Linked DNA regions of Mus musculus: all the other regions are linked to region 4. A link is a contact called in public HiCAR-type, HiChIP or PLAC-seq and promoter capture Hi-C data. All regions are on one chromosome and are shown on one strand. The core of a region is the stretch at or near the end of the contact, and the rest is flanking DNA. Distances in the headings are between cores, read along the strand shown.

Evidence for each region. Promoter capture Hi-C pulls out the DNA fragments that hold promoters and counts their contacts. HiCAR-type assays count read pairs that join an accessible place to other places. HiChIP or PLAC-seq counts read pairs in DNA pulled down with a chosen protein or histone mark.
Region 1: a contact with region 4 is called in an H3K4me3 HiChIP or PLAC-seq map of embryonic forebrain, with 4 times the contacts expected there. The contact joins the enhancer-like site here to the promoter of Creb5 in region 4. A contact is called at or near these places in 8 of 39 promoter capture datasets (cranial neural crest, embryonic stem cells, epiblast stem cells and 5 more), 3 of 484 Hi-C or Micro-C datasets (bone marrow-derived macrophages, nephron progenitors and neural progenitor cells), 15 of 115 datasets of contacts at active chromatin or transcription factors (bone marrow-derived macrophages, cardiomyocytes, craniofacial prominence and 11 more) and 5 of 9 other capture datasets (adipose tissue, embryonic stem cells, liver and 2 more).
Region 2: a contact with region 4 is called in a promoter capture Hi-C map of trophoblast stem cells, with 4 times the contacts expected there. The contact joins the enhancer-like site here to the promoter of Creb5 in region 4. A contact is called at or near these places in 19 of 39 promoter capture datasets (the 3T3-L1 cell line, 3T3-L1-derived adipocytes, the HPC-7 cell line and 13 more), 1 of 15 datasets of contacts at CTCF or cohesin (large pre-B cells), 44 of 484 Hi-C or Micro-C datasets (the 63-12 cell line, the AML12 cell line, B cells and 27 more), 17 of 115 datasets of contacts at active chromatin or transcription factors (astrocytes, bone marrow-derived dendritic cells, bone marrow-derived macrophages and 13 more) and 4 of 9 other capture datasets (adipose tissue, embryonic stem cells, liver and 1 more).
Region 3: an H3K4me3 HiChIP or PLAC-seq map of embryonic forebrain shows a contact between it and region 4, with 4 times the contacts expected there. The contact joins the enhancer-like site here to the promoter of Creb5 in region 4. A contact is called at or near these places in 9 of 39 promoter capture datasets (cranial neural crest, hippocampal neurons, liver and 5 more), 3 of 484 Hi-C or Micro-C datasets (bone marrow-derived macrophages and uterus), 10 of 115 datasets of contacts at active chromatin or transcription factors (craniofacial prominence, embryonic basal ganglia, embryonic forebrain and 7 more) and 4 of 9 other capture datasets (adipose tissue, embryonic stem cells, liver and 1 more).
Region 5: a contact with region 4 is called in an H3K27ac HiChIP or PLAC-seq map of stem cell-derived neural progenitor cells, with 6 times the contacts expected there. The contact joins the enhancer-like site here to the promoter of Creb5 in region 4. A contact is called at or near these places in 9 of 39 promoter capture datasets (HPC-7-derived erythroid cells, cranial neural crest, embryonic stem cells and 5 more), 6 of 484 Hi-C or Micro-C datasets (bone marrow-derived macrophages, embryonic fibroblasts, nephron progenitors and 1 more), 9 of 115 datasets of contacts at active chromatin or transcription factors (astrocytes, bone marrow-derived macrophages, embryonic basal ganglia and 5 more) and 2 of 9 other capture datasets (embryonic stem cells and macrophages).
Region 6: a contact with region 4 is called in a HiCAR-type map of fibro-adipogenic progenitors, with 4 times the contacts expected there. The contact joins the enhancer-like site here to the promoter of Creb5 in region 4. A contact is called at or near these places in 5 of 39 promoter capture datasets (cranial neural crest, hippocampal neurons, macrophages and 2 more), 4 of 484 Hi-C or Micro-C datasets (bone marrow-derived macrophages and uterus) and 6 of 115 datasets of contacts at active chromatin or transcription factors (bone marrow-derived macrophages, craniofacial prominence, embryonic forebrain and 3 more).
Region 7: an H3K27ac HiChIP or PLAC-seq map of bone marrow-derived dendritic cells shows a contact between it and region 4, with 7 times the contacts expected there. The contact joins the enhancer-like site here to the promoter of Creb5 in region 4. A contact is called at or near these places in 10 of 39 promoter capture datasets (the SN4741 cell line, cranial neural crest, hematopoietic stem and progenitor cells and 7 more), 7 of 484 Hi-C or Micro-C datasets (bone marrow-derived macrophages, brown adipocytes, cortical neurons and 4 more), 9 of 115 datasets of contacts at active chromatin or transcription factors (astrocytes, bone marrow-derived dendritic cells, bone marrow-derived macrophages and 5 more) and 3 of 9 other capture datasets (adipose tissue, embryonic stem cells and pancreatic islet).

The regions. Positions count from the first base shown.
Region 1 is chr6:53,623,499-53,627,350 of GRCm38.p6, reverse strand. All of the region lies in intron 7 of Creb5 (cAMP responsive element binding protein 5), which reads right to left. Among named protein-coding and RNA genes, the nearest start is that of Gm33392, 33 kb to the right of the region's middle. Within about 2 kb of position 2,355, at least 38 of the 459 cell types and tissues checked have an H3K27ac peak or open chromatin away from gene starts, as enhancers often do. A contact at or near this core is called in craniofacial prominence, embryonic basal ganglia, embryonic forebrain and 4 more, where this site is marked.
Region 2 is chr6:53,728,234-53,731,939 of GRCm38.p6, reverse strand. No RefSeq gene overlaps it. Among named protein-coding and RNA genes, the nearest start is that of Tril, 91 kb to the left of the region's middle. Within about 2 kb of position 2,124, at least 10 of the 459 cell types and tissues checked have an H3K27ac peak or open chromatin away from gene starts, as enhancers often do. A contact at or near this core is called in trophoblast stem cells, where this site is marked.
Region 3 is chr6:53,695,553-53,699,089 of GRCm38.p6, reverse strand. Creb5 (cAMP responsive element binding protein 5) reads right to left here. Exons shown (of 11, transcript NM_001327821.1): 11 at 1-3,537. Among named protein-coding and RNA genes, the nearest start is that of Gm33392, 100 kb to the right of the region's middle. Within about 2 kb of position 1,944, at least 28 of the 459 cell types and tissues checked have an H3K27ac peak or open chromatin away from gene starts, as enhancers often do. A contact at or near this core is called in craniofacial prominence and embryonic forebrain, where this site is marked.
Region 4 is chr6:53,285,363-53,289,159 of GRCm38.p6, reverse strand. It overlaps Creb5 (cAMP responsive element binding protein 5), which reads right to left and starts at 1,857. Exons shown (of 11, transcript NM_001327821.1): 1 at 1,787-1,857.
Region 5 is chr6:53,759,166-53,762,895 of GRCm38.p6, reverse strand. No RefSeq gene overlaps it. Among named protein-coding and RNA genes, the nearest start is that of Tril, 60 kb to the left of the region's middle. Within about 2 kb of position 2,190, at least 54 of the 459 cell types and tissues checked have an H3K27ac peak or open chromatin away from gene starts, as enhancers often do. A contact at or near this core is called in bone marrow-derived macrophages, macrophages, stem cell-derived neural progenitor cells and 1 more, where this site is marked.
Region 6 is chr6:53,543,659-53,547,367 of GRCm38.p6, reverse strand. The region is part of intron 5 of Creb5 (cAMP responsive element binding protein 5); the gene reads right to left. Among named protein-coding and RNA genes, the nearest start is that of Gm33392, 47 kb to the left of the region's middle. Within about 2 kb of position 1,572, at least 36 of the 459 cell types and tissues checked have an H3K27ac peak or open chromatin away from gene starts, as enhancers often do. A contact at or near this core is called in craniofacial prominence, embryonic forebrain, fibro-adipogenic progenitors and 1 more, where this site is marked.
Region 7 is chr6:53,588,415-53,591,818 of GRCm38.p6, reverse strand. The region is part of intron 5 of Creb5 (cAMP responsive element binding protein 5); the gene reads right to left. Gm33392 (a long non-coding RNA gene) reads left to right here. Exons shown (of 5, transcript XR_377683.2): 3 at 1-13. Among named protein-coding and RNA genes, the nearest start is that of Gm33392, 2.8 kb to the left of the region's middle. Within about 2 kb of position 1,863, at least 135 of the 459 cell types and tissues checked have an H3K27ac peak or open chromatin away from gene starts, as enhancers often do. A contact at or near this core is called in adipose tissue, bone marrow-derived dendritic cells, bone marrow-derived macrophages and 5 more, where this site is marked.

The DNA of each region.
Region 1 (3,852 bases), core at 1,106-3,605, 340 kb before region 4:
GCTTTCTCTGTTTTCTATTGCCCATCTCCCTAGCTTCTACCTGTGCACCTGGACCTGATCTTTCCCTCTCATTGGACATTGCCTTCAACTCCACTCCCATATGGTAAAAACACCGGCAGAAAAGGCAACAGTATGTGATAGTGGCTGGAAAATTCCCAAACCCATCACAATATGGATATGGGAGTTGATGGGAAATGACTTATGTTCTCAGGGATTATAAATATGTCCTCCGGGTGTACAAAAATGTTAACTAGACCACACTGGCATTGCCAGAGTCGAGGAGAAGGTGAAGGATTACTCTTATTTGAGCACAGTGAACTGTTTCGATGAGCTAAGCCCTCTCAGCAGGTAGACTTAATCGTTCTGTAGACTGTGGCCATCCGTCATCTCTCGGCTTTCTGCACGGCAAAGAACCAATCAATTGTTCTGACATAAGAAAGTGACAGTATGTCAATTGAATGTGAGAACAGCTCACTGTGGCTATTTTTAAGGTCTATGAAAATGTCAGTTTCTTAAAGCAGTAGGAGATATGTGCTCTTGTTAGGATCGAATCTCAGGGACATTGATTCCTACTGTTTTATGATCATTACAGCTCTACTTTGTAAATCAAGGAATGGTGTAGAGTTCCCATAATGGGGCTTACAATGATAAAAGAAGAAATAATTCAAGATATGCCTACTTCAGAAGAATAGAGGTATCTTAATGTCTTGGACTGGGGTGCGGCTCAGAGAAAAAGCATGCTTGACTTACAAGCCTGAGATCCTGGCCCAATTCTCAGCACCCCAAACTAAAAATGAGGAAATAATACATCTTATCTGATAAATAAATAATACAGTGTAACCCCGGGTGTGTCTAGGGTGGTTGCAAACAGCAAATTTTCTTCAAAGAAAAACCCTTTCCTTTCTGCTCCCTGAAGTCAAGGTGGCAGCCACCATAGCAAATAACAAGTGTCGTCCTTGGGGGCTGTCGAAAGGGGACTGTAGTCCCACATCCCTCCGCTTTTCTATCAGCATGTAGGGATCTGTCTGATGCACTGTGGCATAAACGGGCTTTTGTGGGCAGCCCTGGAAAGTCCCTGTCCCTGACATGTCATGTGAGGAAAAGTGTTTTTTGAGTTCTGAATGACTGACTTTTACACACACAGTGGGAACACCACCCACATTTGTGAGAATTGGAACTGCTCTAACTGGAACTGTTTGTAGAAGATCCACCAGGAAGATCCAAGGGAGGCTCTGAAAAGTCATGTGAGCAGTGTTCCTCTCCTTAGCATTCCGAGTAAGGCAAGACCTTCTAATCAAATGGGAGCCAGTTCAGTTGCCAAGCATGTAGAAATCCTCACACAACCAGGTAAGATGTTCATATGAACTCGTGATGCTGAGAAGCTGAACATAAGAGCCAGAAGGGCTGCATCTATCATTGAGCTACTTTTACGTGAGTAAATTCACATTTAACTAAAATTTAGAGATGGAGGAAATGGCATTTCAAATAACAACAGGACGTTAAGATAATTTTTCCTTTTCTTCCAACATGTAAGCCATCTCCCTTAATGCCCTTTCGTTTTCCAGGGACTATGTATATTGAAGAATTTTCTACTGGAAGAGATAAGGAAGTAAATGCTAGCAAGTCCTTTTAAAGGAGATTAGCAATGGAAGTATGGAAAACTGCTTTGCCACATATTTCATTCATGATACCACACAGTTTCTGAAAACCTGCTGAACACTGAACTCCCTGTACACTGTATAGGCTGTTTAGCAAATTCCCTCCCCTCCTTTTGAGTCCATCTTTCCTGGGTTAACCTGGAACCTTTCTTCAGAAGGCTGTCTGAGATTTGGTGATGTTCATACAAGGACCAGCATAATCCATGGAAGGCCTCGAGGCTGCCAGGGGACCTGAGATCTCAATGGTAGACATTCCCAGCTGAACTAAAATGCCAGGGAGAAGGGAAGTGGCCATTGGCAGAGTCTGCTAGTGACAAACCTGCTTTTAACATGCCAGGGGTGAATTCTAAGAGATCTGACTTTTATAACCCAGAGGACAAACATCACATGTTCATGGATGCTTACTAACATTTTCGCTGCATCTGTCCAAGCCGTCTACCCTGAAATTCCAGAAATGTGAACTAGATCACTGACCAGTTGGTAAGTGGATAGGGAAAACCTGCCTTTTTAGTCCCTAAGAGCTTCCAGCCTACATATCAGCCGGTGATTTGCATAATCCGCAACACTTCCCCCTACCCAAATCCTTTCTTCAGCCATCCAATGAAAACAAGATCTGGCTCAGGTTCCCTGAACTAATCCACACTAACCCCATTTAGAAGGGAGGCTGTTCCTTGTAAGTTAGCAGAGCCAAATAAGCTCCCTGTAGCACAAAGAGAGGTTTAGTAGAAAGACGTTCATGAATATGCCAGTAGGAGAGGCTCAGCTTCCAGGGCGGTTGCTGAATTCCAGTGCTACACCAACTTAGTAAAACTTCAAGGTTTTAAAAAGCAAGGTAAAGAATTTAATTCTGCCTCTCCTTCTGAATTCTATTCGATCTTCAAGACCCTGATCAGGAACAACAGTTTAGCCAAGAGCATACATAACCTGGTCTCAAGTCTAAATGCTCCTTCCATATCCACACGTGTTTACACTTGAAGTATTTCTCACGTCTAATGCTAAACTCTCAAACCCTGCCTTAGCGGGGAGGCAGCCAGTGTACGTGAATAAAAGAGCTTGCTTTAATGAATTGCTTGCTTTAGTTGGTTTGGCCATGATGATTTGGGTCAGTGGTCTTTCTCCTCCCGTCTTTGGGACGAAGAGCTGTACATTCTCCCTGGCAAATCAGGGAGAATTCGCTTCCATTAGCAAGCGCTGATGCACAGACGTTTCTATGGTGTTCCTATCTGTGGTGTATTCCATGGGAGCCACGGGCCACAGGTAGTAGTTATCTATACTAAAATCTAGGCACTAAGATTTAGCACTGTATTTTAGATTATAATCTATTTTAGTGAATTTAGAATTTAAATATCCATATGCTGCTGGTAGCTACTGTACTGTAGAGCACAGGGCCTGGATATAGCTGTGAAATCTTCTGAAAGAGTTACTGGGCTAAGGGAAATCACACTTAACATCAAACTTAGTCATCCATTTGTGTACCTCATTCCCCTATGAGAGTGTGAATTCCTAAAGGCTTCCGTTAGGAACACAAAGTCTTTATTGTGTGTTTCTATGGACCAAGTGTAAAGTGGAACTTTAAAAATGCTCAACAAAGACTTTTGGGGTACAGAATGAATGAATGAACTGATTGCTCTGTAGAAAGCTAGAGACATTTCCTCACAACAAATGTGTGAAACTGATCTGTTGCAACAAAACACATGAGGAAATTCCTGGTGACAGTGTGACAAACTGTCTTTGCCTGAGGAGGTGGCACAGCCCTTTATCTTATCTTTCCCTACAAACTCATACTCTTGTTTTATGCTGAACTGGAATTTAGAACAACTTGGTTTTAGACAACTCTAGTCATTAAGTCATGGCTCTGTCCAGACTTGTTCCTCAAGAAAATTCCCAGGAGACAGAGTTTGCTACCTACTGCGACCCAGTGAGGTAAGTACTCCTTTGCTAGGATCCTGCAATCTTAAAGAGCTCACATTGGTCTAAAGGACAGCTAGACTCACTCATCAGACTTGAAAATAATCAAGTCTTTACGTTTGATTATCATTCTTGTTCCAAAGGCTCACTAGCCAATGTGCTTTCCTGATAGCATCCTAGAGATGTAGTTACCCTAGTTCGAGAGACTGGGGAACCAATGCTTCTGCTGCTAGCAATTCACTAAGCCTATTTTCAGAGTCTAAGAACCAAAGAATGATCCTAATTG
Region 2 (3,706 bases), core at 875-3,374, 440 kb before region 4:
ATAAAATATAATCTAACCAATTCTTTTTTTAAAAGCTTTTAAAAATCTGGTTTTAAAAGATGACTCAAAATTTAAACAAAAACCCTAGCTGATGTGTATTTATAGAGAGAAAATTAAAAAATTAAGTAGCCAGTGATCAGAATTTCAAATATACGTGCAGGCATGGTGAGGCACAATTATCCCAGCACTAAGGAGGCTGAGGTTGGGAGACTACATAGCCAATCCAAGGCTACCTGGGCGGCATACCGAGACCAAGTCAAAAAGAAAAGAAAAGAAAAGAAAAGAAAAGAAAAGAAAAGAAAGGAAAGGAAAGGAAAGGAAAGGAAAGGAAAGGAAAGGAAAGGAAGGAGGGAAGGAAGGGAGAGAGGGAGAGAGGGAGGGAGGGAGGGAGGAAGGAAGGAAGGAAGGAAGGAAATACAAACAAACAAACTTCAGATATTCTTAATAACTATTAATGTAAAGAAAAACTAAGCAATTCTGGACAATATTGAAGGTTAATCTGGCAGGAAAGGAACTTCTTATATAGGCAACTTCTTCATCTCTGCAATGGAGTTGTCTTCAGTTTCTTCCCTATCAGTAGCAGAAAGGAAAAGAGTGTGTATTAATAGCAACAAACTTGGCAGACATAAATGGGTTAATGTTTAAGCTTTGTCTCTGAGATCTGGCAAGAGAAATGCTATTTACTGTTACTGGCTGCCTACTTGGGCATGAAGAGAGGAAATGGACAGTCAGCTGTGCTTTCCAAATCCCTTCATCGTCTGAACTGAGTTACTTCCCTTTTGAAAACTGGGTGTCATGAATAAAAACTTAGCATAAAGCCAAAAGCTCCACATGTTCAAAAGACAATTTCCCACCGGTTCCCCGCCACTATCAAACCCTTAAAACCCCATGTGCTGGCGAGTTGACGAGCAGACTCTGTCTTTGGGTACCATATGCACTTTCAATCTCCATATTGGGGCCAAGTGTGCTGGCGCAGGGTAGATCCAGCTGTGGTAGGGAGCTAAGAAATGGTGATTTGGAGATCTGTCATCTGTCATAACCATGTCCCATGTTGATGGACAGAAGAACATACAAAGAGAGGCGGTGCCAGTCAGGGAGAGCAGACTGATTTTTTTTTTTAATCTGTACTTTACCCGGATTCTTTCATTGAAGCTGCTGAGTCCCCTATGATGCTGTGCTCAGCATCGTACCTCGTTACTATGTGTGTTTAATCCTGTAGGCAGTGCTGTCCAATGGAATGCAGAGCCATGATGGAAGCTATCCAAATGAGCAGTTCTCACGCAATTGGTGACTGGCACCAGGCACTTTAAACGCAGCAAATGTGACTGAGACACAGAATTTTCTTTCACTTTTTTTGCTGCTGGGCAAATACAGAGTTCCCGCCCACCCTTCCTTTGTCTGGTTCCCTCTCATGAGAACTTTTGGAAGACTCTGTTACATTTGTCCAAATGAATTAAAGGAGCAATTAACCTTGACAGGATACTGTTCGTTTCCCTACAGACTTTATTTGGATCCCACCAGACTCCACCCTGCTATTTTTCCACATTGCCTTTAGGCATCATTTCTTTAGTCTTAGAAGCCTAATGCTTAGTTGGGTTTACTCTTAAGTGGCACGTGTTGAGTGGCTCCTAAAGGACACAGCTCTGCCGGGCACCCCCACCTGTGCCCTAGTTAATGTTGATGGTGTCCCAAGTGGAGGCATTTCTACTTCCAAGGTACAGAGGCGAACATGAGATGCAGCCCGACTGTGACTTAACGGTCCTTATAGCACCAGTGACCGGCAGACAGAATGTCTGATAGCTTGCAGGCTTTCCTGACCCCCAGTAACATGCACTTCCCATCGCCTGTAGGCGCTTTTCCATGGTGACTTGGATGACTTAAAACTCACAGGACACTGGGCCATGGCGTTTATTATTAAGACACGTGGGAAATCGTTATGTCCTTGGATAACATTTTAAACACAGGCAGCCTTCTGGAGTGGAAAAGGTGTCACTATTCTGGAAGAATGGTTCATCCTCTTGATGACCTCTGGATTGATGTTGGATCCAAAGTCCTGGGACCTTGTCTGTATTTACGCTGTCTCCCCGAGTGAGCTCATTCCTTTCTGTGGCTCTAAATAACATCTGCAAACGGATGTGACTCAGATTTACAGCTCTGGATATAACCTTGTCCTGCCACACCACCTGTCTCACCCCTGTAGTCTCCCTTTGGAATTCTGCTTCAACTCTTGAATTTTGAGTTAAAAAGTAGTAAGTGCACATGTACACACACACACACATACGTGGTGAGGTGCAACAATTCAAGATACATGTATGCTTAACAGTATACCTCTACTCTAGGTTAGGACTAGATTCCTTTATGTCGATACCTTCAAAAGCTTTTAAAGATTATTTTAACTTTTGACCCTTGGAACCATCTTATTTTCATCATTTTAATATATATGACTAATTGTCAATCTTAGATTCTGGTTTGTTTTAGTGTGCTTTCCGTTGCTGTGATGGACACCATGACCAAAAGCAAGTTGGGAAAGGAAGGGTTTGTTTAACTTACAAATCCCAGGGCACAGTTCATCAGTGAGGGAAGTCAGGGCAGGGACTCAAAGCAGGAACCTGGAGGCAGGATCTGATGGAGGGATTACAGAACAGTGCAGCTTAGAGGCTGAGCCACCTTTCCTTTACCACCAAGGACCACCTGCCCAGGGGTGACACTCCTCACATTGACTATCAATCAAGATGTCCCACAGACATGCCCATGGGTTGATTTGATGGAGGTAGTTCCTCAACTGAGATTCCCTGTTACCAGGTAGGTCTAGGTTTGGATCAAGTTGATAAAAATCCAACCAGTAATTGATATCACCACCATAGCAAAGAGCACAACATCTGCCCAGTCATTCCCACTATAAGTTGGCCCGATTCCTCTCTCAGCATCACTCTGTTCAGACCCTGTGCCCTCCTTTCTCACCCAGGCTGCTGGTTGCCATCATTCCAACTCATTCATCATCAATCAAACCTGATGCCTTGTCTCCCTGAGAACATGGAATAGCTACCTCTGCTCTTGTAATCCAATCCCGACACCCATCTGTGGACTCGAGGGCCCTGAAAGACTCACCTGGGGCTCTGTTCATTCTCTCTGTGTCCCGTTCCCTTCCCTCTGGATAGTCTAGCTCTCTCCAGCAGAAAACACAAAGCCTCCATCTAAGAATTCGGTTGCTTCTTTGCTTTCAGCTGCTGTTCCTCCTGCCTGGCTCTGTCCCAGGTCTGGCCAAGGCTGGTTCCTGTCATTAGGGCTCAGTGTATCTCTCCCCGCTGGAGACCTTTTCAGACTGCCCATTCTTTTCTCATGCTGCCCTGGGAATTTTCTTAGCAGCACTTAACCACTCTCTGAACTTATCTTATTTGTTCACATTGTGCTGTGGTTATCCCAGTAGAACATCATCTCCATATGACCATGGACCAACTCTCAATGAACCCTATATCTCTAGTGCCAGCAAGTCTGTGTTTTCTTTATGCTCAAAGCTCAATAAATATTGTGAGTGAGTGAATAAAAGCAGGCTGGCCTACAAAAAGCAATCCTGTTGGCTGTTTAGACACTCCCTCCATTTCTTCTGTTTGTTTTCTGGAGACAGTCATTATTGTACAGTGTAGCTCAGGCCAACTTTGAACTGCTAATCCTCATGTGGCACTGCCCAAGGAGATTCTAGGCCTGA
Region 3 (3,537 bases), core at 695-3,194, 410 kb before region 4:
AACGAGGCTGATTTCAAAAGTTCTATATGTTTTGGTATCAGATGTCTACTTGTAAGTTTATTGCTCCTGTGTTCTCTGATCCTTCCTTAGACTGAAATGATAAAACAGAGGCGCTGTCTTTAATCTCGCTACAAGGCAACATTGTATATTTGAGACATGGGAATGGGAGGACAGGGCCACTGTGACTTCAGCAGCCTTACCAAGACTATGGCTAGGAAAACAGTGAAGTGTGCATCGTGGCACACGAGAGGATAAGTCTCCTGGCTTGTTCAGGATACTTTGGTTTGGGGATGAGATAGAAAACTAAGTGTGGCTTTGCTGCGACCTCATTGCCCCATTGTATGGTGCAACCATTTTTCAAAACAATGCTAGGAAGAAAGAGATCAAGGGGACGAAGCATTTCGTGTATTGGCTCTTCTTGGCATTCTTTAGCACGCTTCACAAGGCTGTGAGGACTAGCAATGAGTGTGCACACATAAACTGGGCGTACATGCCCTGGAAGGCATTTGAAAGGGTGCAGCCGAGAGTCTTCACCAGACAGTTGTAAAGGTCCCAGGCAAGCTGAAGATCAAGGAAAAGGGCATAGGAACGAGAAGGAATCAAAGAGGTAAAGTGCAACTTTAAAATATAAATTATTTTAAAAAGCAGAAAAGAGGTTCTAAATCACCGCGGTCGCGTAGGCACGGGTTTATCCTGGGAAGGTGCTTCCCTTTTGCTTCTGATACAATGGGGATAGGGGTGGGGGTGGGGGTGGGGGTGGGGGTGGAGCTTAAAAGCTTAAAGCTGCTGCACACAGTTCATTCGCTGTTTGGGAGGGGCCAGGCAGCTCCAGCGAGCTGAGTGGTGCTGGGTGTTCTTGGAGATGGGCATGCAGTGAAGAGAAGCCAGGAGGAAGGCATTTTATGGGTAAAAGAAAATCCAAAGCCGCTCGGGTTCCCATCACTGATGCCCTTTAGCTGAATTTGCTTCCTAAATGAAAGAGCTCACGTGAAAAAAAAAAAAATGAAAAGAAGAAATACATTTAAAAAAAAAAAAACTTTCTCAGAAGGTAGATTAACTAAGAACTCACAGAGCAGTAAACAAGCCTCAAAAGATGCACAAAGATCTGCGCGCGGGCTTCCAGCAAATGACAGGAAGAGCCACCCAAGACCCTGAAAAATGGCACCCAAACTAGGGCAGGCTATTAGGGACTAACATTTTCAAGACACATAGAGCCTACAGAAGAATACTGTTCAAATGGAATGTTTAAAATAACATTTATTAATAAATATCTTATACATTCTAAATTAATAGATTCCTGTTCAAATTTTGCTTTGGTCCTTGAATCCCACTGTACATACATACATATATATTTTCTTAGATGGTTTTGCTCAAAAGGAAGGACATCCTATTCTAACTGAAAGGCTAGTTTTATAGCAGTTACTGATGCTTAAAAATAAGCCCAGCTAAGGGCTTTTTTTTTAAATTGAAGCTGGTTTATGATTCTAATGGCAAACTCTAGGCCACTATAATCTGCTTTCCTAGAAGGCAACAGTTACCGGAACATTTCCCCACTGACACCTCTCTTGGAATAACCACTGCATTTTATTGATTAGATTAGTTCCACGGAGCACTGGCTGAGCAAGTCACCCCAGTCTTTATGATACACACCTCAACAGCACACACACTATCGGTCACCCACAGGCTGTTTTAATATGGCAACTCGCACACATTGACATGTGGGTAAAGAGATGACGAGGGTCACCAGCACCCAGTAGATCATAGCTAACTCCATATCTAGCTTTGAGATTCGAACACTCATCCGGGGCTGGGACTTTGAGTCTGCCTATCCCAGCATCGTAGATTGAGAAAGGTGTTTCTAAGAAGCATTCATGTGCCATGTCTTTCTCTCAGTGAGTGGGGATGTGCACTAAGTTTCCAGCCCTCAGCATGTTAGGCAGGGAGGTACTGGAGAAGTGCCCAGGAGGCTGGCAGGGACTTCAGAAGCAGATCCTGTGATAATGGAGCCACACAGGAGTAAGAGAGGCAGTGTTTCTTGAACTTTCTTTCCCTCCTTGGACGGGGGAACTCTGAAGGCTGTTACCACTGACTCCTGAAAGTCTGTATGGCTGACACTGGTAACTGGATGGGAGAAGACGATGAAAAGGAATTAGAGAGATGCTCTCCTCGAATCGCTGGTGTATGGCAGTCAGTGCAAGGGTTGTTTCAGGCAGGCTCTGAGATCTGGTAAAGGATGGACCTTTCTGTGGAATCTTGACTAGGGATAAACCAGAAATTAGATTTCCCCAGAAGTTTTTCTCGACTGACAGCGAGCTGGCACCCTCACCGACTCTATCCATACTGCAAACAAACACACCTAAAGGGCCTGCCCATAACAAGAAGGCAGTTTATCCTAATTATATGTTGAGAAAGGTTTGCTGTGTGTGGTGGCTTGCCTACTTAGCATAAAAAACAGACATAATTGAGCTATAAATAATGCACATCAGTCAAGCTGTCGAGTCTCTGAATTAAGAAAACCCAGGCAAGTTCTTAACTGCAAAGGCTGTCCCTGGAACGGCTAAGCACTTCAGTTGAGTGGTGGGAGAGACATAAACTGAAAATCATCATTTTAGTGGCGGGTCACTCCCTGGATGTTATATTACTAGTGGATTAAAAAATTCATTTCTTCAAGTGCTATACATGCAGGCAGGAGGGAAAGGTCCTGTTTACCCAAAGCAAGTGTCAGATAGAAGCCACAAGCTCTGCCACTCTAGCTTGCCCCTTCTATTTTGAAGGGAGCAGAGCACTGACCTGATCTAAGGAAGGAATTTTGCAGAAAATGACCTTTGATTTCAATCCAGAGCTATGAATGTTAAATTCTTTCAAATCTAAGACTTACACGTTTCTTAGCAAGCCAGTTAGGTTAAACCATTTTGTTACTGCTGGAATTAAAAAAAAAATAACAATATTAACTCAGTATTTAAAATACTTGAAAATGATGCATTTTCCTAAAATACAATAGAAATTTCTGTTTGCTCCATCTTCTTTCTTCCCTTTTCATTTTTCTTTTCCCTCTTTTTATTTTATTTTTTCATTTCTTTTTGATTCTTAGGCCATATACTCTTATGCTTTACTGAACAGCCAAACATGTCTCTCAAAAAGCACAGCATACATGAAAATTATTGATAAATATTGATTTTTTAAAAGTAAGTTATTAGATAAAACTGAAACTAGTTATAAAAGTCATGCTCAGAGCCCTCATATTTTCTTTTTTTTTCCTCTAAAATAGAATTTTTTTTAAACTATAGTGAGCGAAGAAGTACATCCTTCCTTTACAGAACTCTTATAAAAGTGATGGCTTTTGTAAAATACTGTTCTTTTAAAACCTATACTGTTCATAAACACACACACACACACACACACACACACACACACACACACTCACACACTCAGGCACACACATCCATGTGCACACACACACACATAGGTTAGGAGGTGAATTATTTGGGCAGAGATGAAACACCAGCATATGCCCAGACTGCTAGTGAGAAACATTAG
Region 4 (3,797 bases), core at 608-3,107:
TTAGCTGTGGCTTATTGCTTTCCTAAGTCACTGCAGGCACAAGCTATTAGCATATAAGGCTTCTAAACCTTTCCAGGGATTTTTCTATCCAGGCTGAACATTCTCGCGTGGGAAAAACGGGCCTGGATAGTGCCTTTCTTAAATAATAGAAAAGGGCAGATTGAGCGTTCATCAGGTACTGAGCTCGCTCAGGCACCAGAAGCTCTTCAGCTCACTCCTGGGACAGCATTCCCCCTGGGGGAAACTGTAAAAGGCGGGGGCAGGCCGAGTGATAACGAGGTGGGCGGGAGAGGGATGGAGGAAGAGGGGTAGGGAAAGAGAGGGCAATAGCTGTGTCCAGAGAACCCGCAATTGCCCCGGGGGATGGGGGCATAGTTGCTTTGACAGCATTCTGAGCCCCCAAACCCTTGAATATCTGAAGCCCTTAATAAAACACTTACTGGCCTGCAGAATGACGTAATGGACCTGTAGCCAGCCTTTATTCTTTGACACATGTCAGGAAGAGGGAAAAATAAAAAACCAAGCAAGCGTTGCTGATACTGACAACGATGTACAAGTAGCCCACTCTAGTTCCCAGCGTTGAACCAGCATCAAGTGGGGGCGGCACTCGTCCAGGGAAAGCTGGAGCTTTTTCTACTAGACACTCCCTGGAAATAAATCTATGACTAGAAAATAAATGAAAAATTAAAGCGGGCTATAGTCCCTCTAAAGTGGCTTAGTGGGGGCGGTGTCTGCTTGTCTCAACCCTTTAAGAACTTTGTGAAAAGTTTAAGCGGTTCGATAAAGAATCTGGCTCAAAGGCAGACTCTGTCGCCCGGTCCTGAGAACCGCCTGGGTGCAGTGCGGCTCGGGCCCCAGCTGTCATTTGGGGCAGCAGCCCGGAAGAAGTAAGAGTGCCAGCGCAAAGGGGACGGAGGCGGGAGGCGGCTGCAGGAGTGAAGGCGAGGGCTGCGGAGCACTCTCGAGCTGGAGCGCCTGGAGCGAAAGTCAAGTCCCCCTCCAAGGCAACCGACCCTCCCGCTGCAGCCGGCGGCCGGTCGCGAGAACTGGCAGCGGCCGCTGGGCACCCGGGAGAGGGAGAACCCCCTGCGAACTCGCTCGGCTGCCCCTAGGTGACCAGGCGACTTTGCCGCAACGGTTGGAAGTTTGCTAACTTTCTCCCGGGGTTCCGCTGCATCACTGAGAAACGGGATGCGAGGAGGCTCCAGGTTCCTGGTCTGTTGCTGCTGCTGCTACCACTGCCGCCTCCGCCGCCGCCACCACCACCGCCGCTTGACCACACTTCAGAAGGGTTCCACACCATGCCGGGGCTCTGGAGGCAAACATACACCCCCGATTCATAACTGTTCCCCGTGTCAGGGAAACTCACGCGCGCTCCCATACACGCACGCACACTGGGTCGGACACGGCGCTGGCTCCACTCAGCATCCCTCCAGTCGCACGGCGCAGCAATCACCAAGAAGCGCTCCGGGACGGACACGGCGTGGGGTCTCTGGGTGACTACAGGACACAGCACAACTCCACAGTCCACCAGCAATTGGGGCCGGACTTCCTTCTGATCCGCCAAAGTGTTTACAAACACAAATCAAGGGGGAAAAAATGCATCGCATCCTTTCTACTCCTTGCCCTGTGACCTGCCCATTGGACTAAGTAACCTCGCGGCTGCAGCGATGAACCAACCCCTGCAAACAAGGACGCTCCGGAGTCGGCTCGCGCGGCAAGTGCAGCGAAAGTGGCTAAATGCAAAAGGCCCAGAAGTGGCCGCGCCGTATTTTTAGGAACTTACCAAACAAGTGTGGAGAAGGCAAGAGCCGAGCCCGGGTGAAGGGACCACGTTGGACTGAGCAAAGATTACAATACATTCTATTTAGAGTGCATTACATCACCCCCCCGGTGACGTCACGTGGGATTCCTGAACTTCTAAATCATTGCGGTCCGTTGGGGAAAAGGAGGGAGAGAGGGGCGGGGCCCGCACGCCGAGGGGGCGGGCCCGGTCTCCGCCCCGCCCAAATCCCGCCCCTCGAGCGGACCCGGGTGCTTGCGGCGGCGTCCGCGATCGCGCAAGCAACAGCTTGCACAGCCCAGCGCCGAGTAACACGGCCCCCCGACATTAGTGGTGTGAGTCAGCTTGGAAACAATCCTGAAGGTTTCAAACAGAGCCACGCAGGAGACACCGGCACGAGCTCTTCTGCAAGAAGTGTCTGTAGGGTCAGAAAGAAGTAAGGTTTGGGGTGTGTGCATGAGGTGGTAAGGATGCTGAAGGAGGTAGAAAGAGACATTTACACTTACAAATGCAGGCCACTTCCTACTTCCCTACCCCAGCCACCGAAGATACCCAGATCCTTTGCCTGTGACAGCCATGACCTCATTGCAGCGTTCTCTGCATGCTGGCTTCTTAGTATCTCCATTTCGCCGCCCCTCTCCTCATCACGCTCAAGGGCATATAACTTCTTGTGCACACTCAGTAGGACTACACACAGCCTTCCCTGGTCTCGCACCTTGCATGTGCTGACCTGTGAGAGAATCTCTCTAAAGGCGAAAGGCGAATCTCAGCCAAGAGCCAAATGATGAGCCGGATTTAGACTCCGCGTCAGCGCCGGAAGGGCCCTGGCCATTGCTTCCAGAGCCTCTGCTACTGGCCCAAGCTCGCCGGCTGGGAAGCAGTCGAGCCAGGGCTAGAATACAGGATCTAGGGCCAGGTCTGCAAAGGGAAAAGAGGACTGACCTTTTTCAGCATGGGCCAGAAGCCACCGCTCTCACCTTCCTCATCCCTGGCAAGGGCTAGATTTCCTTTTGGAAGCTCTCTCTCCCTTTGGGGAGCATTGAAAGCCTGTTCGAAATGACCACTGTCATCCAACAACAGCTCACACTTTGCCAAACACTTGAAGCCACACCATTTTCTTCTTCCTCATATGACTTTGACAGAATAAGGAAAAGCGGGGAGTGTGTTGTAATTATCTCTATTTCACAGCTGAGCTGAGGCAGACAGACTCAGAAGGCTAGGAGCTCTCCTGATCATCAGGGACCACTCTAGCGCATGTCTAACCCCAGATCTCACCTGGGTTCCTTGGTAGAATCAGGCATATTAATTCTTTTCTGATGGCTGACTGGTTAGAACTTCAACTAAGAGCTTGCTGGCTGGGAGTTGGATCTTTGCTTAGGAACAGTTTAGCCCCCATTAACAAACAATAATGGCTCCTGACATTTATGTAACATCTGACATTTATATAGTGCCTCTCATCCCAATGCATCACAGCCTGACTGTGTAGTCTGCCAGAGGATCATGACTAGACTGGCTAGGAATCGTAATGCTTTGCCCAAATTGTCACATTTCTGAGCTGGTTTTGACATACTAAGTGGAAGAGCTTTCTATTTCCTTTCTGGTTTGAAGTGTTTAGCCCCTCCTCCCCCACCACTTGTCTTCAGGGTTCCCTGAAATCACAGGGACTGACAACTCCCTCTTTCCTTGTAGCCTTCCTATAAGTTCTTCTGTGAATTTTCCTCTCCTCTTCTCCATGGGACACTGAAGGAACTGTGAAAGAAGATGCTGGTCCTAACCTGAAACAACAAAACCTTGACTGTGATGGCTCAATTGTCTGGGTTTAGGGAAGGAAACCATGGTTCACTGAACAGCAGCTTCCGTATCCACCTTCCATCTCAATTTCCAGTACAGCCTTGCTCACCCAGAGCAGAGAGCAACCTCCTTCCTCAGAGAAAAAGAAAGTGCCCAAAGGAATTGAGCCAGCTTGAAGCTAAGAGCTGGGGTTTTCCCCCTGGTGGATAAACCAAAGGAATGA
Region 5 (3,730 bases), core at 941-3,440, 470 kb before region 4:
GAAACCTGAAACCTCGCCCTCTGCTAGTCATCACTCTTTCTTTTTGCACAGGCAACAAACTCCTCAGCAGAGCCCGCAGCAGGCATGTGCTCCAGTGAGCTGATCAATTAAAGGCAGCAAGCGATTGGCAATGTTTGTTGAAGCTCATGGAAATGCTAACTTGGCTACAGGGCAAGCCTTCCTGGAACAATGTCTTGCTAAAATTGAATACTTTTCTGGAAGAAACAAAAGCTGGTAAAACATTTAAGTCAAATCGATCTTTAAACAGGATTCTGAACATGGAAACCATTTCTATACACACATGGCATCCATTAGAAATGAGGGCTAGGAAAATTTCTCCTGTGCAAGACTTTCCAGAAGGAAAGAACATCCGCGATAAAGCTTGCCCTCCCACGGCTCCTTAGAGAACAGTACCTCACCCAAGTCCAAACTCTCAGTCACTCAAGCACAAGCGCTGTGTATGACAGTCTTCACGATCACCATCTTCTTGCATTTTACTTCCACCATAATACCAATAACCTCATTGTGACCCAGTTATATGCTAAAATATTTCAAACTTTGTAAAACACAAATGCTCCTAATGCTCTCCCTCCCCAGACACAATCACTATTTACTATGTATTATGCATCTTTCCATTTCTGTGCAAGCATGTGTATAAACCATACTAGTTGTAAATGCTTTTAATAGATTGCTTTCTCTTATTAAAAGCTTGCTGTTGTGTGCACGATAGAGCACAAGTCTATCAGTAGCTTTCAGGAAGAGGAATTGGAACTGTGGAGCCAAAGGATAAGCTTGTTTTAATTCTGATAAATGCTATCAGTCTCTGTGAGTGTGTGTGTGTGTTGTTGTTGTTATTGGTGGTGTGTGTGTAGATGTGGTGGTGGTGGTAGTGGTGTGGTGGTGGTGGTGACGGTGATGGTGTATATGTGCGTGTTTGTGTATGTGTTATTGGTGGTGGTAGTGTTGGAGGTGCATGGGCAGATTTGGTGATGGTGGAGGTGATAGTGATGGTGATGATACTGACGGTGTGTGTGTGTGTGTGTGTGTGTGTCTGTGTGGGTCCATCCCACAGTTTAGCTGTAGAGAACTTTCCCTTTATTCTGCCTGTGTGCTTCATATCCCTTTCTCCTTTTAGTCTAAGTGATAAATTTGACCTTCTTGCAGATTTGACTTTTTTGACTTAGCATTGTCCTCAGGTGTATTTTTGCACATTTGTGTTCCATTTCTATTTCCTCCTCTTGGACCACGTGCCTGTTTTCCCCCTGATGGCTCCTCCCTCCTTCAAACTGAGCATTTCCCCTGGCTCCGGGTGGAGCCCACCATTTGCACAGATATTCTCCAAATCCTGCCTCCTTGTGCTTTAGGGACAGGTCAACCTCCAAAGCATTTTTATAACCCCTTTGCTGCGATGGCTCTGGGCTTCAAAGCACAGGAGGTCTATCTCTCCCCAGATGGATGTGAGCACTGGATGCCGGTTCTGCTTGCCTCTCTCCAGGCTTCCCTCAGTGATGCTGGCCCTCAGCTCAGTGTCTACAACCAGGCTTCTTTAAGGCAGCCTTAGCTTGCCCTCATTTCTTCTGCCTTTCTCTAGATTCTTGTGAAATCCTGTGGTGATAAAGAGGTTCTGTGCTGCTCTTTGAAGTATGGCCGTCTCTTGCAGAGGCTGGCTTCATCTGGGCAATATGGGAAGACTTGGTGCAGCTGGGAATGCGTTTTTCATTTAGCCAAAGGGATGCTTTTGGCATCTATGGAACTAGAAGGCCCTTATTCATCTTTTGGGTTTATATATTTTCTTAAAGGTTGCGATTTGCATTTCTGTTCTCTATCTCCTTTTGCATTGCTGTCTGAGAAATGCAAAACCCGTGGGGGAAAGTAGGCCTGGCTTTGGGGAGATTTCAAATGCAGCTCTCCTTTGTGTCACTGGAGGCGGCCCCAGTCCTTCCCGCCAAGGCCAACTGCCTGCAGGGTAATGGATTATCTTCCTCTCTGCAGACTCCACGGGAGATGTTCTCAACGGTTTATGCATTCTGGCCTGAAAACACTCCCTGCAGAAGGGAGAATTCTTCCTGTGTTCCCCAGCAGAGGTCCCTGGGGACTGAATCTGGCTCGCAGTGTAAACCCCATGTGCTATAAAGAGAAGATCAAGGGCAGATTTGGCACTAAGTGGTTGTTCCAAAGTTTCCAACTGGTCTAAGCTTTCAAAGACAAAGAGTGAGGAGTTGTGGTTGCTTTCACCTTGGGGAATACTTACAGGAGGTGTCTAAACACGCCTCAAAATGCCCGGATCTTAGCAGAAGGGAAGAGATCAGTAAACCTGTAAACAAAAAAGGTGACTGGTTCTGCTTTGGGATAAAAAAAAATAGGAAGGGGGAAGTGGAGGGGTTTACTCACAGGAGGAATAGGTTATTTGGGTGTTGAGCTTTTGTTTAGACCTCTGTCAGTGGCACCTTCAGCAATTGAAGCAAGAGATAAGTTTGTTAAATGTGTAATATATAAGGGAAATCAGCAAGAAAAACATGTGTGTGTGTGTGGGAGGTCCAAAGAGACAGAAACAAGTTTAAATTAAGAGAGAGGAGGGAGGGAGGGAGAGAGAGAGAGAAAAGAGAGAAAGAGAACAAAGAGAAAGAGAAACTGGGGGGCCAGAGAGAGAGAATGAATAAAAAGGAAGGAAATGGATGATAAGGAAGAGAAGGGAAAGGATGAGGGGGGCAAGCCCTCTGAGGTGAGTGGGTTATGGTGTTTGAAAACATCCTCAAGAGCAAAGCCAGCAGGCAGCTTCCTCACAGATGCCTCCTGGTTGTTGCCCAGAGCTTTAAGGACTGAAGGGTAGCAAACCCTCCACATTCCTGGTCACACTAAGCTTTGCTTTGAAATCCCTAAGGAGGCCTACAACTTGGGGGTTGAGGTGACAAAGGGCAGACTGAGGGAATTATTTATTTCCCTCTTTGCCATCTGGGCATCCTCATTAATTGAGTGGATTCATTTGGTGCCGGTTTCTGCTCCCTTCAGAGTTCTGGTCAGGAAAATTAAGAATCATGATTCTAACGGCTCACGTGGTCTGTGAGTCATGGCAGGATGCTTTAGTGCTCTGGCCTTCCCAGTTTGCTATGTTTTGATTTGCTGAGTTCTTTCTTCCTCTTTTGTGCAGTTTACTTATTATAATTATTAATGAGGAAACAGAAAAGTGGCTATTCAGTTGAACTTTAGGGAGCAGGACGTGATAAACAGTCTCTGTCTAGGATCTAACATTTGCCCCTAAATACAGTAATTATTAGGTTGCTTGATGATATGCTGGGTTTTACAAGGCTCTTATTAGGGAAAGAAAAAGAACATAATAAATCCACTAATGTGGGTAATGACTGGTATGGAAATTGAAAATGGTTCAAAATTAACCCACTCCTTTTTTCCACCTTCTAAATACCCCCCTGGGTCCTAATATTATTCATCACATAAATATACTTGCTCTTCATTTCAGCTAGTCCTTCCCTGCCAAGACACTCCAGAATTAATTGCAATTAAGTGCTATCTGGCCTTACCCAGGCATTGACAGGAGGCTCAACTGAAGGAAAATGTAACCAACCTGCAATGGCAGAGAGACGCACAAATGGTTCTGTGAGCTCCACATGCCTAGTTCAGTGTTAGCTCATGGGACTCCGAGGAACACCAAAAATGAAGGCACTCAATAAACAGAAGCTGTCTGCTCACGGTGACCACTGAAGGGCTACATAAC
Region 6 (3,709 bases), core at 323-2,822, 260 kb before region 4:
GCTGCTGGCTGTGGAGAAGTTCAGGGTCATTCTGAATCCTATATTTTTCATTTTTCATTGGTAACTTGTAATTTTGTTTTTCTTCTTCTAGATGCTTCTAGAATGCTGTCTTTGTTTCTGTAGATAAGCTATAAGCCATAATAGCTACGCCATTTTGTGCATAGGCTCTTCTTGTTATTATCATTGGGATACAAATGTAATACGCACTGAAGAAGGGAGACGCCAATGATCTCAACTATTTTGAGTTCATACAGTTCTGTAGTGGGTTTTTGTCCCAAGGCAACTCCTTCCTTTACAATGCTAAGGATTGGAGTATGATGACCCAGGGGGATGGGCCGGCTTCCATTTGTGCCTTGGGTAACAATTTCCTATATGATTTCTCTTCTGCTCTAATTAATCTTCCAGAATTGTCTCAAAATTTCAGATCTAATACTAGAGACATAGTGCCATTTCCCAATTCTATTACACACACACACACACACACACACACACACACACACACACACACACACACACACACACCTGCCCACACCTGCCTTTACTTCCAGGGGAAGCAGAGAAGGGAGCTTGGCATGTCGGCTGGTTTGCCATCTTGAACCGTATAGTATTTGCACTTCATTCTCGTGTTTTAAACTCGTCATAGACTAGAAGTGTAAAATGCATGCTGAAATTTAATTAGGCTTAATCTAATTCTCATCAAAACAGATTTCGTGTGTTTAAATTAGGAGGTAGTTTAAAAAGTAAAAATAATTGCAAAATAAGTGGTCATAAAATATTGTTTGTTTATAAAATTCATTCTCTAGCTCCTTCTGCCAAAAGGTACTGTGCCGATTAGCAATGAAATGTCACTCAAGGGCTTTGGTTCCCTGCATGCAATGGCTGTCTGGCTACTTCCCTGCATTGCGGTGTCCTGAGAGGACACAAGAAGTCCCTGTGCCTGGTGAAGAAAGAGCACCCTGCGCCTAACACCTGCTGTCCATCCATTCCTGGAGAGCATGGATGCTCGACTGCCTTGTTGGAAGTTTGGTTTGTTCCCCTTTGCTCAAAATATCCTATCAGGCTGGCCATGGAGCTCCACCACCACCCCTGTTTTCTGAAGTGCCATGGGGACCAGTTCCAGCTGCAGAGGGGGAGTTTCCAGATCTCAATAATTGCCTGCAAAGGCTTTACTCAGGCGTGCCTAATAAACAGGAAAATCCCATCCGCCCAGCACTCTTTTTTTGAGTAGGTTGTTTAAAACATCGACTCCCATCCATGTCTGTGAAAGGAGTGAGTCAGTAGGTCAGGGCTCTGCGGCCAAGAACCAAACAAACCATTTGTTCTCATTTTGCAGATCTCCTCAATGTGAAGACCTGTGGTAAATCTTGACACATGTATCATCTTTAGAGCCCAGATTCAAAGGTGGGGGGAGGCCTGGCCAATAAAAGGGCCGATGAAGAACAAAAAAACAAAAAACAAAAAACAAAAAAAACCCCAGCAACCATGAACTTGAAGCTAGCTTAGCTCCATGCTGTTTCCCCCTCCACAGGAGGCAGCTGCACTCCTTGCAGTCCTGGGCTGTTGGGTTGCAGCTGTCAGCCCTTTGTTGATCCCCCTCCCCAAAATGGAGACTCAACATGGCCTTCCGGTCACCCCTGGCTTTAATCAGCTCTGAGTCTGAGAACACCAGGCTGCATCCTCCTGGGACAGCCACTCAGCCAGCTCTGGGCAAGCTGTCTATTTGATAGTGTCTCTCGTGTTTCTGGAACCTGAGTGCAGATATGCATTGTTCCCAGATGCCTGGGCTCCCAGAGCAGCTGCAAGCAGGGGCTTCTCTTGCAAGGATGATAACTGCTGTATGTATATCCCTCCAGAGCCTAAGCATCTCCTGTCTGCCTGCCTGCCTGCCTGTAACTCCAAACAGAGTCAACCTCACAGAGCCTTTGAAATAAAACAAACGCTCTAATCAGTTCACAAGCACGCCATAATTGTGTTTCTTTCTGGTTCCAGGCAGTTGGTCATAAGATGAATAAAATGAATTTTACTACCTCGACTTTGAAAAATTTTACCCCTGTGTTTGAAATACAAAAGCCTGAGTCATTATACAGGAGAAATGGTCATAAGACAAACAAAAGCAATTAGATACTTGTGGTGGTTTGAATAGGTATTGCCCCCGCCCCCCCCACACACACACCATAGATTCATGTGTTTGAATGCTTGGCCATGGGGAAAAGCACTATTAGGAGGTGTGGCCTCCTACATACACTTAGAGAAAGTGTGTCACTATGGAGGTGGGGCTTTGAGATCTTAAAAGTTTAGAATACGCCCAGTGTGAAACATCAACTCTTCTCCTTGCTGCCTTTGGATCAAGAGGTAGAACTCTTGGCTCCTCTAGCACCATGTCTGCCTGGTCTCTGCCATGCTTCCCACCATGATGATGATGGACTGAACCTAGGAAAGTGTAAGCCATCCTCAATGAAATGTTTTCCTTTGTAAGCATTGCCTTGGTCATGGTATCTCTTCATAGTGATGAAACCCTAACTAAGACAATACTTAACTCTATCATTCGTCTGAAGTGAGCCATTTCTTCCCCCATTGTTGCATTTATTTATAGCACATGCTATACATTAAGGACAGTAGTGGGCTGGGGAGAGCTCAGTGGGTTAAATGCTCAATGTGTAAGTATGATCACCCAAGTGCAGGCCCTAACACCCATGTGACATCTGGCACTGTGGAGTGTGTTTAGAACCTTAGAGTTGCAGGGACAGAGACAGACAGGCCTCAGGGACTTGGTGGCCGGATAGTCCAGCCCAAAGAACAGTTGTGCGTTTAGTGAGAGAAGGTCATGTCTCAAAAATGAAGGTGTCGAGCTATGGAAGGAGGCACTCAACTTCTATTTCTAGCATCCACATACATGTGAGTCTATGCATGCACCCTCATACCAAACACAAACACAATAAAAAGAGAAAAAAAAGGGGGGCAAAATAAATGATTTGCAGATCACAGATGAGGGAGTGGGCCCAGCAACGACTATGTAAGCAGTTGAGAAGTGAACAGTCCATCCCCTCATTTGCTCAGTCAGGGCCCTCTGTATGGAAAGGGATTTGAACATGCAAACCACAGTCAGGAGGACACTTCAGATTGTTTCCAGGGATGGGTTCGTGGCTAGATGCTAATGAGCAGAGCTGGTATGCATCTGAGCAACTGGTTTCACAAAGGAGATTCAATGACCAGAAGGCAGAGATTTGGAGCAATTTCTCTTTTGAAGCCACACCAAGGGGTGTGGTAGTGGTGGGGTGGTGGTAGTAAGGAGGAAGAGTGCAGACACAGGGCAGGGGAGGGGTGGGACCACTAAGGAGAAATGCAGCTTTAACACCACTGCCAGGGCTTGTCCCAGTGAGCCCTGGCTTGGTCCTTGAATCCTTCTTGACCCAATAGGTTATATTTTGAAAGCAATTGTCCAGAGATATTCCTTTGAAAGTTTGAACTTGTCACCTGCTTCTCCAATCTATACCAAGAAAACCTTTTCACCACCATATCCAGTATACACTTCGTCCCTTCATACAAATAGCTGGTGTGAGTATGGCTTTTGGTGCCATACAGATGGATAAATGTGTTCTCAGAAGGGATAATGTGTGTCTGGGATCCGGTCTGCACAGAAAGGTATTCCATTATTTGCAAAGCTCGCTCTTGAACAAGCCCCTCCCCCTTGTTTTCTTCCCTTCACAAA
Region 7 (3,404 bases), core at 614-3,113, 300 kb before region 4:
TATAAGACTGGAGGTAAGGGGTGTGGGGAAAAAAAAATCCAGAAACAAACCAAAGGATGTGTGTTGAGTGCATGATTGTGATGCCTGGAGTGCCTGCCATCTTCTGGGAGAACTTGCCAGGACAGACTGCCCTGTTTCGGCTCTCACAGTGTGTCAGTTATCTAGACTGAGTTTGGCGCTCAGTAGGAGCTATAGTTTGAATGACTTAATGAGATTACTATATTCTATCCTGTCTCTCAATTCCTCGAAGTGGTACCCCTATGATTTATATGTGACAAGGATAATTTTTATTTTAAAATTCTTTCTCCAAGTCCTCACACATGTGAGGCAGTTGTTCTAACCCTGAGCCGTGCTTCCAACAACTTGTCATGATTTTATTTTTGATTTTTCTTGTCTTTTTTTTTTAAAGACCATGGTAACATGAAGTAGCATTCTGACTTTTAGGGAAGGTGTGGTCAGGTCAGATTAGCCCTTGTCTTAAGCAAGGGACATTGGAGCAGGGCAGGGGTTCTAGGAAGTCATTCTTTTGTACAACCTCCCAGAGCTACCTTCAAAGTCTACTGGCTTTGCAGGAGCTGAACTGATACTAATCTGAAACAATCAAATCTCAGCAATAAAGTTTGTAATTATGATACTTGGTATATACTTCGCACTTTGTATGGAAGGATCTCAGAGGCCTTCTCAGCCTGGGATGGACTGGACACACAGGCAAGTGGCCATGGCTGCTGCTTCCCTAGGGTCAGGGCTGCTTCTGTTATTAAGTAGCAAGATAGAGACAGTGGCCATGTTCTGTGCATGAACACACTCACCACACATACAAACACAGCAAGCAGATTACATACTAAAAGGCAAAAAAAGAGAGAGAGAGAGAGAGACAAACAAAACAAAATAAAATAACCTCCAAAACAACAACAATGAAACCTAAAAAGACTTGAATTTTGGATAAATTGGACTGTATTAGCTGGGTCAAACATTGAAAGCTAGGCTTCACTTTATTCTTAGTTATCATTAGCATGCTTGTATGTATGTACATGTATGAACGAGTGTGACTGTTTGAATCAGTCTTTTCTTCCACTATGGGGTCTGGAGAGCGAACACGGATGATAGGGCTTGTGTGGCCATTTCGTTTACCCACTGAGCAGTCTTATCAGCCCCAGGGTTGAATACTTTTGACCTGTTTTTCTTTGCTGTTTCTCCCAAGCCTCTTGTCACCGTATTTGTGAATACATTTGAAGGGGTGATGCACAGTGGAACACACCTCTCATCCCAGCACCTGGGAGGCCAAGACAAGAGGGTCACAATTGAGGCCAGCTTGGGTTCCACAGTGCAATTCTGCCTCAAAAACCAGTAAAGCCAACAAAGTATAGAATAGTTGTGGATAAATAAAATTTAAAAATTTAAATGTCTACATCTATTAAGGACATCAAGTCTTTTAAAAAAGCTTGTTTTTCTTTTAAGTTCATTGAGAAAAACAGACCAACAAACAAAAAATCTTTTAGGTGGAAATACTTTAGAAAAAGTCATGTAGAGGCACCTTTCTCTCTCCCCTGGTGGCCTTGTGTTGTGCCAAAGAGGGGTGACTTGTACTGTACCCAAATTACTCTCCAGACAGTCTTATTCCTGCCCTTAAATTAATGTGGAATTTGGGGTTTCACATTTAAAATGTAATTTGGACTCATTTTAGATGTCTTCCTACAGCTTAATAAACATCTTCCCCAGACAGATTCAGGGTCTGATTTTAATTTGTGGTAGGGTTGCAGGCAGCGTAAACGTCAGTTTCAGCTACAGAGAGTAAATCTGCCCTAGAAATAGAAACTGAAAGCGACTGGCAGTTCACTTGAGCACATACCACATGATGTTACCCACAGGAAGCAATGACTCCCTGAGAAGCCCCTACACTGGCCTGTGATGAGAGCCAAGTCTCTCCTCAGAGCCCTAAGCTGTGACCCAGAACAGAAAAGTTCCAGTGCTGCCTTCTCTGGATGTGTCGATCTGAAGTAAAATGGTAAAATGAACTAAGTTGTTGGTGGCGTAGGTTTGAGTATGAACAACCCGCAGGGCCACTACTGCTTCAGCCAGCCACTCATTCACCTGGGGGCCTTGGGCTAAGTCCTAAACGCCTCTGAACTTCCACTGCTTTATGTATAAAATATAAACAACTGACCAAGAATCTCAAAGAGCTTTATAACACTAAACTTACATCAGTTCCTGTGGTTCCCATAGTTAAGGAAGCTGACGTTGGAAGAGATCAACAAGTGCGTATTTCAGAGAAAGAATCCATCAGTTAAGAATATATCTGTCTAAAAGTCAAGGGAAATGGGTGAAGAATTTCTCACTGGGTGCTCTAGAACTCCAACTTCCTTGAACAATAGCAACAGCCCCCTTCTTCTTGGTTGTCCCTAACATTAAGCCTAACAGGGAAGGAAAGCAATGTCCTAAAGAGCAGGAGAGGGGACAATGTCTTCTCATGTACAGTCACAGGTATAAAACAAAGGTTTAACTTCATGTTATTTATTTGTATCTGCCATTTATTATCGTGCAGAATGACATTTTGAGGAGTCTTGGAAGACAGGCTCCCAGATGAATAGCTCTAACTTTTTAATGCAGTGTCCATTGGGACTGGCTGGAAACCTGGCATTTTGAAAACAGTAAAGATCCTTCAAACCCGAGAATGGAAGCATTGTAACTATCATGTATTAGATGCTACCGGCCCCGCCTGCTAAGCAGCCGGGATGACATTCATTAAGGTCCTATGCTGAGCTGTGGATGGTCACCCAGTGCCTGTGAAAGTTGTGAGCATCAATATGGTGGGCTAGAGACTGCCTAGAGAACTGGCTAAACACTATTCCTAGGGCAGCTGGACAAGTCTCCTCTGAGTAAAGCAATGTGCCTTCTCCATTTGAGTGTTCATCAAGCAACAGAGGGTCTGAAGGAAACCAAAGTTCTCAAGCAAAGGAAGGGGGTGCTGTCTCTGTATGATTACTTGTCTTCTCTTGATCTTGGGAAGGGACAACTCCCATGGATGCTTCTCTTTCTCAAGATCTTGGGAAGGGACAAATCCCATGGATGCTTCTCTTTCTCAAGCCTTCAGATTTCTACCAGGAGTTAGACTACCTGCTCGCCTGGGTCTCCAGCTGGTGGACAGCAGATTCTGGAGCCTCTTGACTTTCATAATATAAGCCATTAGCCAATTCCTTAAGTCAGGTAGGTATACAGGAGGTGGATAGATAGTTGGACAGCCCTCTACTTACGACAGGGCTGTATCTGGATAAACTCATGACAACTTTGTGAGTATATTTTGTAAGTCATAGCTGTATTTCATATACTATTGCAAGTCATACCTTAGCTGAGTTTACATAAAAATTATTAAAACATTTATATTAGTCTATATTTGAACAAAATTA